2 separate regions of the Sus scrofa genome follow, and region 1 is linked to region 2. The links are chromatin contacts, called in public Hi-C maps. All regions are on one chromosome and are shown on one strand. Each heading gives the region's core, a stretch centred on a gene start, on an enhancer-like site or on the middle of the called end of the contact. The rest is flanking DNA. Distances are from core to core; before and after follow the strand shown.

Region 1 (5,023 bases), core at 681-3,180, 75 kb after region 2:
TGGTGAGAAGCTTAAAAGCCAAATTCTAGAAGAAATAAGAGTACAAGATTGACGTTCAAATCTGATTCTTCCCTATGAGCATTTGCCAATCCTAAAGAAACTGCTGCAAAACTGAATTGTACTTTTGACAAATTCCTGGGGGCAGGGAGAAAAAGGTAAGACCTGCAACCTACCAGAGGTAGGGATTCTAATTAACTACCTCCAATTTAAACTGGGCCCCAAAGACCTGCAGCTTCTGGTAAGTTGAATCATAAGTAAACCAAGTCCTGCAAAGAACTCCCTTCTGGTTTTATGTTATCTGGAATCTCAAGCTTTGAACTTGGCTTGAAATGGTTCCAGACTGGTAGGACCTCAGGTATTTGGCAGAGGCAAATGAAAATCCTCTTTAGAAAAAGACACTATAATGTTAAGCCTCAAATTATTCTTACAAATAATTTTTAAAATTCAATGCCCAACACACTGTCAAAAATCACCAGTCATACAGGGTAACAAAATATGCTGACCAAGAACCAGCAGAAACAACAGACAATTAAAATAGGCTCATAAGCACTGGAGTTAATGTCTGTTGAAATTATTAGCCACAAACTATAAAACTGCCTTGCTATGCTTGAAGGAGAGAGAGAGTGAGAAATAGATTCTTGTTTGAAGAAGAGTCTATGTTTGAGGAAGACAGAGAGCCAGAGGTAATAACTTTTTAAGATAGAATAGCTGAGAATTTTCAGAAATAATTAAATACATCAATCCATAGATTCAAGAAGCCTAATTGTTTCTATGCAATGTATCTACTCAGTACTCCCAGACACATCACAGTAAACCCAAAGGAAGCCAAAGAAACTGTATATATGCTATATATTAAAATACAAATAAAAATCAATTGACAGCTGGCTTCTAAAAATAAGTGATGGAAGTCACAAGACAGTAAAACGTATCATTAACATGCTGAAAGAAAACAACTGCCTGCTTAGAATTTGATTCCCAGTTTTATCTATCTATCTATATATCTATATCTATATCTATCTACCTATCTATCTATCTATCTAGAAATCTCAATAAAGATGAGCAAAGGATTTTTTTAATGAGAGAGTTTGGGAAATTCTAAAAGATGTATACCAGGATAAAGTAAAATGATCCAGATGCAAAGTATGGGATACAGGAAAAAATTAAGAGCAAAAATAATAATAATAATAATAATTAAAGTATCTACAGAATTTTAAAACTACGGAGAATTTAACATTTTGACAACAATAGCAAACAAGTTGGGATGTTGGTAAAAGGAGTTTAAGCGTTCTTATGTTTCTGAATTGTACAGGCCAATGATAAAGATTAGTATTTGTACCAGATTTAGATAAGTTAACAATGAAAGGTTAAAATTAAAATATAAATATTTAAAAAATAGTTTCTAAGCTAAGCATTAAAGGAAGAAATAACTAGTGTAAATCTTCCAAAATAGTAAAGAAGAAAAAATAATGATAAACAAATCCTAGTCAAACCAAAAGAAGTCAGAAAACAAAAGACAGAGAATCATAAAAGAAGCTGGGTATAGTGAAATCATAAAATGATAGATTAAAACTCATATATATCAATAAATACATGAGGTGAAAATGGGCTAGCATTACAGTTGCTTAACAAGTGCATATCAGAGGGCCGTGAGGAAGGAATATTAGAGAGTACACCGGGCAGAGAGTGGGAGGCCTACGTTCAGGGGCTGGTTTAGTCATCAGCTAACCATGAAATTCTGAGCAGTTCTGTAGACTTCAGTTTCCCCAGGAAATGAATAATTGATAATGAGTGTGCTTCATTCAACCCTTCTAGACATAGAGGATACTCTCATGACCTCTTTTCACAGGCCCCAGGTCTCAGGACAGCCTCTTGTTGCTAAGGGTTTGCTATGTTCCTAGAAGGAAGGGACGCCCTCTGCTGAGATAAAATTGAATTCTCTTAAGCCCCTGTCAGCCTCTGGGCAAGGAGATATCTGAGATGGCATATGGAAATAGTGTATGTTAGAGTGGAGAGTGCTTAGTTAACAGTAGCATAATACCCCTTTAAATGACTGTTCGTACTCTTGCCAGAATCTCCAACTTGAGTTCGCGAATGGAAAATGCAACTCATTGGTCTCTAAAGAAGGCTGGGCAGAACTTCCAAAGATATTTCTATTCATCCTCCCCCATAAGAAATTTATCAACGTTTAATATACCTCTAATGACATTGGCGCCCTCACTTGGTCCACATGTAAGATGGTTACAGGTCACAGTGTGGAGTTATGCTGAGTAAAAACTGGGGATTCCATAACAAGTGTTTGACCCTTATACCATCATTCCTTTATTAGCTTTCAGTGTGTTGTAACATAATATAGCTTGTATGTTGCCAACTAACAATCTGAACAATTGGCTTAAAAATATTCCTGCCAAAAAATTACAAATTGAATAGAATATTAATAGTGCACGCTTAAGCAATGAACAAGAAAATGGCAGAGCTGACATTTTTCCTACTCCATCCACATTACAAAGTAAAAACAATATAATCTAATCAGATCTGCAAAAAGCGCCTGCTGAAAATAATAAAACACAATTAAGAAAAATTTTTGAAATACAGATTTATAGCCTATGTCAGTAATGAAAACCTCCACTAGTATCAGCTGATATCTGCTCATGATCGAATAGGGCCATTGTAATTTATTACTTTTTTTCCATCCTTTTAAAAATTTCTTTTGTGTATGTTTTATAATGAACTTATATGAGTGCTTGTGTGTAATTAGTAAACAAACTGAGATTTTGGAGGTATATGCTCAAATGGTGGGGTGGCAGTATGGAGTGGGCACTACACAAAGAAATCTGGAGCCTCAGGCTTAGTTAACAACCAGATCCCTGGGGCTGATCTTGAGAATGATGTGAATTCCAGGGCTACCTGGGAACTGAGTAGTCACAGGTCCTTGGACTGTAAGGGTTGAGCACCATGGTATGGTGGCTCAGAAGTCAGAGACTCCAGTTCCAGTCTGTGCCCCTCTAGCAAGTGTAACATGTCTGGCCATTGCTGGGTGGTCAGGCACAACTATTTCAAACCCAGTTCCTGTGTGGAGGTGCTGTCCCAGCACCCTGATTAACCCAGGGAAGCTGGTCCACCAAGAGGCACAGAATTCACTTGGCCCCACTTCCAAAGGAACTTTGGAACCTACTTTCCACACATCCCATGACTTCAACTTGCCAAACATTCGTTGTTGTTTTTTTTTAAGTTCAGATTCATAAGTTTGTTTATTTGTTTATTTATTTAGTCTTTTTAGGGCTGCACCTGCAGCATATGGTGGTTCCCAGGCTAGGGGCTAGGGGTTGAATTGGAGCTGCCTACAGCTGCTGGCCTATGTCACAGCCACAGCAACTCAGAATCCGAGCTGCGTCTGTGACCTACACCCACAGCTCTTGGCAATGACGGATCCTTAACCCACTGAGAGAGGCCAGGGACCAAACTCACATCCTCATGGATACTAGTCGGGTTTGTTAACCACTGAGCCACATTTGCTTTTTTTTTAATTTTAAAAAGAGAGTTTTCCTTTAGTTTCTGAACATGAGTGATATTATGATTTGTAACACGAAATATGTATATTTGGTCTTGCTCCACAGTTTCTGACACAGAGGTCCTAAAACATTTGGAATTTCCAAAGTGGTATAAGTGAAAAGGTGTCTTTTTTCTGTAAATGATATGACTTTTGGAGGGTGTCTAAGGGTGGGGGCTGGTTGCAGTGTAGCCAACCATGCGATCAGAGAGCTGGAGCTTTCATTTCCCCCCAACACGCCCCCACATCCAGAAGGGGAGACATTGGAGGCTGAATCAATAGCGAATGGCCAATGATTTACATCATACCTAGGAAAGAAAGCCTCCATGAAAACACAGAAGGCCGGGGTTCAGAGAGCTTCCAGGTTGGGGAATACACGGACATTCAGAGAGGCTCCTCGACCTTTCCCCATACCTTGTCCTATGGGTCTCTTCCATCTGGCTGTTCCCGAGTTAGACCTTTTTATAATAAACCAGTGATCTAATAAGTAAACTTCTGAGTTCTGGGAATCACTGTAGCAAATTTATTGACCCTGAGGAGGGGGTCTGGGCCCCTCTGATCTAAGCAGTTTGGTCAGAAGCATATGTGACAACCTGGACTTTTCAGTTCATGTTTGACATGAGTTGGGGGTCAGTCTTGTGGGACTGAGCCCTTAACTAGTGGGATCTGACCCTATCTTCAGGTACGGTGTTAGAATTGAGTTGTAGGACCAAGAATTGCTTGATAGTGTATGGAAACCAGCCCCACCTCCCCCTCCCATGTTAAAATCGGGTCCTGAACACCTTGGTATAACATACATTGCAGGGGGGGGGCATGCCTGAGGCACATGGAAGTTCCCAAACCAGTGATCAAACCTGTGCCAATCTACCCAAGCCACTGCAGTGACAACGCTGGATCCCTAACCTGCTGTATCACAAGAGAATTCCGTTATAACACATTTTATTTTTAGTGTTTTATATTCCATTTGTATCACCATTTCTATGTGTTCATATTAGAGTAGGGAAAGATATTCATGTGATTACTTTGCTATCTTTCTTTTATTTTTTTAGGGCCGAACCTGTGACACATGGAAGTTCCTGGGCTCGGGGTCAAGTCCCAGCTGCAGCTGCTGGCTGAGGCCACAGCCACGGCAATGCCAGATCAGAGCATCATCTGCAGCCTACTCCATAGCTGCAGCAATGCTGAATCCTTAACCCACTGAGCAAGGCCAGGGATGGAGCCTGCAATCTCACTGGATACTAGTAGGGTTCTTAACCTGCTGAGCCACACACAATAGGAATTCCTATTTCACTACCTTGACTCAAAATCTTTGAACACTGATTTGGAATGTTAACAGACTGAAGCCAGAAAGGGTAGTTGAGCTTCACAGGTGCCATAGCAAGGTGTTATTAGAGTTAGGCCTCTTGAGAGTTTCCACTGTGGCTCGGTGGGTTCCAAACCTGACTAGTATCCATAAGGATGCAGGTTTGATCCCTG
Region 2 (5,041 bases), core at 868-3,367:
CATATTTGGAATTTTAGTTTTAAATAGCAAGGCAGGATTCTGTACAAAATCAACATTTGGTGTCATATTGTCCAAATATGTGAAGGATTTTAAATGTTAGCTCTGTTACATTTTGTTCCAGCAAAGCAGACAAAGATCATAATTCAAAACACGATGTTAATATTTTATTAAATGCCTTCAGGGCTTAATAAATACAGTATGCACATTGGGCTGTTTCATGCAACTACTCATATACAAATATACCAGTTACCCTTGCAGAGCTGTGGAAGGTCAGCCTCAGTCTCACAGCCGGTGGGCAGTCAAATTCTTAAAAAGAGAGAATGAGTTGAAAGGCAACAAGAGGGCGCTACCTGAATAAAAAGGTTAAAAGAGAAATATGCCGCTTGGCTGGGTTGGTTGGTTCAAAGAGAGTGGTCAAAAGCCTGGAAAGCATTTGGTAGTGACCTGTGTTCAGAGTGTTGCAATGTGCTGAAGGTCAAGCTATCCTGGCCCTTGGGGTGCTGATGATCCTGGTTGGCGTCATCTCTTACTTGTTGAGGATGGCCTCAAGGCTGCTCTCTCAGGCTTGCACGCTGGAAAATTTGCTCCTTGGGCAAGGCTGGCCATGCCTTCCTTGAGCACTGCACTTATACACAGGGTGTCCATATAATTTACCACCCAGACTGGAACACTTTTAAGCGTTAAGGTGACACTCTTAGTAACCACCTAGGGACAACAGGTATAAACCCAGGTTGTCCCAGGCAAACTAGGATGCTGATCACTTGCAAAACCAAGGTTTTAGCTTGGCTCTCAAAAGGTCAGTGCATGTGAACCATCCACTTATAACTGATTTTCTCAATCCCAGAGTCAAGAACTAAAAACAGGCTTTAGAATACATTCCATGACAATTTTTATTACTTTTTCTAGACCCTTTTTTCTTCCTCCAAGGGGAATTTTACTTGGAAGGCTAACATGTAAAACAGATGGAATCTGAGCCGCTTTGAGTGAGGTGGTAACGACGGCTAGGAATTGCTCCTCCCCTTGCAGCTCCAGACGGCCTAAGAGGGACCTCTGGCTTCTCAACGCATAGTGTGGAAACCACCATTCTAGACCATGCTCTCTCCATCCCGACATTAACTTGTTCCTCAAACATTTCCACATGATTCGTTTTGGGTGGAAACACTTAGAGCTTGCTATTCCAGATTTCCTAGTTCCTATTCCAGCTCAGTGCACGGAGAACAAACTGGAAATCTGCAGGTCTTCAACACCTGGCTGCTGGAAGAATGAATATGTAGCAGGATCCTAAGAGCTGGAGTAGAGCTGGAGAGCTCTACTCCAAACAGGTTAGAGCTTAGATTTCAGGGAGAACTCCCAGCTCCAGCACTGAGGAGAAACCCACTGTTCCTGGGGTTACAACTCTTCCTGAAGCTGCTTTACGGGGCACGAAGCCTTGGAGCAAGGTCTCCAGGAGGCAGCTCTGCTCAGGACACAAGGGTGAACTTGCAGTCACTGAGCACTGTCAGGCCACCTGAAAATGTGCTCCAAATGCCGTGTCTGATGAAGGCAGCAGAAGCGGAACAAGGCAGACTCAGGCAGGAATCTAAGTATTGCTGATTTTTCCTTCATCACAATGATTCACATTCTCCTGAAATTGTATATCTGCAGCAACTACATGAGAACCTTCTCTTCCATAACTCACCCTCCTGTGTCATTTCTGTTATGTTTTGATTATTTAATAAAGCAGTTTTTATACTATGCACAACTACTAATATTTTCATCTATCTGGAAAAATATTATAGCTTTCACACATTCAACTGAAGAGTCATTAATAAGGTGATGTGTCAAGCACCATATTTTTGCAACTAGAAAGGAATTTACCATGTATTGCCTATTAGTCAATAGAAAATGGAATTTCTAAAAGCACCTCAGCATCAGTTTATGATGTCCGGAAGAACAGCACAGTTTACTACACTAGAGATCTGTGAAATAACACTGAAGGAGACCCTGCACGTGTGCTAAAAATCAAGGGCCCAATTAATGACCTGAGAAGCATTTACACGACTGAGGACGTCCCTGCTCCTTTAGCCTGAGCCATTTGTAAAGATTCCTGCCCTTCTCCCATCTCCAGCAAAAACGAGCTCATGCGGAAAGCTGTATTTGCACCACCTAGTTCTTATTTTCCAAGTGTAATTTTGAAACCGTCCACTTAGATCCCTAAAAGCACTGCTTGTTTTTCCATTTTCCTCTCCAGTAATTCTTTCAAACTCTCGTCTCTGTGCTTGAAGTACAGGTAATCAGAAAAGGAGGGGCCCCGCCGCGCGCTCTGCAGGGCCCGGAAGCCAGGACACTCGTCTCTGCCGGCCAACTCTCTGTCCTGGCCGCGCTCCGGCCCAGGGCTGTCCCGGCTCTGCAGCTGGCGGTCCCCCTGCGGCGCGTCCTCCTCCGCCTGCGCCTCCTCCCTGGGGCCCGGCGCGGGCTTGGCGGACAGGTCCTGGGGCGCGCAGAGCGGCGGGCTGCAGGGACCGAGGCCCGGGCTGTCCCGCTCCGCCTCGTAGCAGTGGTCGTCGTCTTCCTCCTCGTGGCAGGAGCTGCCCCTGGCGCTCTCCCCGTCCGACTGGGAGGCCGGGCCCTTGGCCCCGCGCTTCTGGGACAGATCGAAGGGCTCCTCCTGCTCCAGGCTCCTCAGGCCCCCCGCCGTCTGCGCCAGGGAAAGTCTCCCCCTTCCAAAACCTGCCAGAGCAAAGGCACCGTCAGGCCCGGGAAAGGGTCAGGACGCCGAGAGGGCGCGCTGCCTGGAACCGGGGGCGGGTAGTGGGGCTTGATTTTACGTTTTAAAAATAGATAATCTCCAGGAAGCCTGCAGAGAGGTGGGCCTTGTCACAGGGTCTGCCTCGGTATGACTCCTTTCAGGGGAATTAGGCAACATGCGCCAAGAGCTTTAAAAATAAGTACACCTTTGACTTGGCAATTACACTGCTGAGAAGTTAAGCTGTGAAAATAGTCTGGCAGATGCACACAATGTATGTATAAGGATGCTCATCGCCACATTTTTTTCAACAGGGAAACTGAAAACAATTCATCAATTTAACAACAGGATTGGTTAAATAAATAACAGCACCTCCATACAATGAAGGTACTACGTGTGTAGAAGGTACTTCCATGTGCAGAAGATGTAGAGACCTGCTCTTGATCATGAGAGGGATTCTCTATATAATTTTAAAATTATATATCTTATTTATCCTATATATTTATAGTGTAGACTCAATTTTATCTATTAAAAATTGGAAGGATGTCTGCCAAAATCTGTGATGTGATTTTTACATTTTTCTATTCACTTTGAATATACGTCTTTTCATTTTTAACAGAGAGCACCTATTTTATCGTAATAATTTTTTTTTTTTGTCTTTTGTCTATTGAGTGCCACGCCCATGGTATGTGGAGGTTCCCAGGCTAGGGGTCAAATCAGAGCTGTAGCTGCTGACCTTCGCCACAGCTCCGATTTGACGAAATCAAATGGGGGTCTGTGACCTACTCCACAGCTCACGGCAAACACCGGATCCTTAACCCACTGAGCAAGGCTAGGGATCGAACCTGTGTTCTCATGGATACTAGTCGGGTTAGTTAACCACTGAGCCGCAATGGGAACTCCTACAATGATAATTTTTAAAAAGTTATTTTTATTTTGAAAAAACCCCAGATATCCCATTTGGGGCCAAAGAGGCTACCCCATAACTGGGCCCCCTAAGCATAGACGGAGTATGTAGGGCACAGGAAGGGCCTTTGAGGCGCTCAAGAGCCCCTGTGCCCAACCACAAGTGTTCCTGCTGTCGGGCATAGTGACATGACAGGGTCTCACTTTTAGTTTCAGTTTGAAGGCCCCTGTAGGGATGGACTTTTCAGTAGCCAGCAGACATGTGGTGAGGCTCCACCATTTTTTATCTTCAAGGTCTCTTCCCCGTGGGGAGCCAACAGTCAGGTCCCAAGGCATCAGTGGGCACGACTGAGGACAGAAATGCAAGGGAGCGGTTCGGGTGCAGCCAGACCCTGCTGCACAGAAGAACCAGGCTTCTGGGGTGGGAACACACGAAGGATGCTGATGCCAACACTGCCCACTTTATGGTGTTGTCAGGCAATGAAGCTGCCTGTAACTTTAATCTTGTCAGCGGCACAGGGAGGGTCTTTTTCATCTGGGTCATTATTTTTGAGCCGTTTCAAAAACCAGAGCGCAGAAATGCTAACACCTTTTGTAGGTGAAAACATTAAAGTTGTTGAAAGTCTGTTAAAAACTTCCAAAGCAACTCTCTGATATATAATGATGCTCCTGATTTTTCCAGAAGAGTGACAGTCCTTAGGTGCCTGTTAGGATTTGAGCATCCACATGGGGTAGGTCGTGGTGACCAAGTCAGGCTTTCAGAGGGAGGACTGTCTCCTCATCGCCTTCTATGTCTCTAGCCCCAGCGACTGGGCAAACCATCTATTCTGGAAAAATCCAGGCCTAGCTTGGGAAGTGGCTCAGGCAACTGGAGAGGCAAAGAGTAATTCAGGAATAAAACATTCCCAGGAAAAAAAAGGTTTTTTTGGTTTTTCTTAACCAGAATTTTTTCAGGGCTTTTGTACAAACTCCAGGCCTTGTCTTGTGATGATCACAGTTTCTTGTCACCCAGGAGTCACCATAAACTCAGTGGGAGTTTGAGAAATCTGAAAGCTACAATCATTTTGTTTTATGCTAGTCGTGCATGCGTGCATCCTATTTAAGAATATGGGTGCCTAGCTAACTGTCTCTTTTGTAAAGGGGTGGGAGAAGCAAAAACATGAACAAAGCACCCCATGTTTTCACCCAGTGTAGTGAGCACACTGACTTGAGCCAGAAATGCTTGAATTAGAATCTCAGTTCTGCCTTCAGACTTGCTGTTCGAGCTTGAGCAGTTTACATAACACCTCCTGGCCTTGGTTTCCTCTTACATAAAATGAGAATAACACAGTTTACTTTGTGGAATATTGGGGACGAGCAATAATATCTAAGTGCATTGCCCTGTGCCTGGATCAGACCAGAATCAGAAAA

What was found. Hi-C and Micro-C count contacts between places; a contact is called where the count stands out from the background.
Region 1: a contact with region 2 is called in a Hi-C map of skeletal muscle, with 2.8 times the contacts expected there. The contact joins two enhancer-like sites. A contact is called at or near these places in 1 of 5 promoter capture datasets (liver), 5 of 47 Hi-C or Micro-C datasets (fetal liver, liver, retroperitoneal adipose tissue and 1 more) and 1 of 2 datasets of contacts at active chromatin or transcription factors (skeletal muscle).

What each region holds. Positions count from the first base shown.
Region 1 is chr16:48,784,046-48,789,068 of Sscrofa11.1, forward strand. The region is part of intron 4 of ZNF366 (zinc finger protein 366); the gene reads right to left. Among named protein-coding and RNA genes, the nearest start is that of MRPS27, 140 kb to the left of the region's middle. Within about 2 kb of position 1,931, at least 10 of the 83 cell types and tissues checked have an H3K27ac peak or open chromatin away from gene starts, as enhancers often do. A contact at or near this core is called in retroperitoneal adipose tissue and skeletal muscle, where this site is marked.
Region 2 is chr16:48,708,719-48,713,759 of Sscrofa11.1, forward strand. ZNF366 (zinc finger protein 366) reads right to left here. Exons shown (of 11, transcript XM_021076720.1): 11 at 1-2,709. The coding sequence ends at 2,186. Among named protein-coding and RNA genes, the nearest start is that of MRPS27, 69 kb to the left of the region's middle. Within about 2 kb of position 2,118, at least 36 of the 83 cell types and tissues checked have an H3K27ac peak or open chromatin away from gene starts, as enhancers often do. A contact at or near this core is called in retroperitoneal adipose tissue and skeletal muscle, where this site is marked.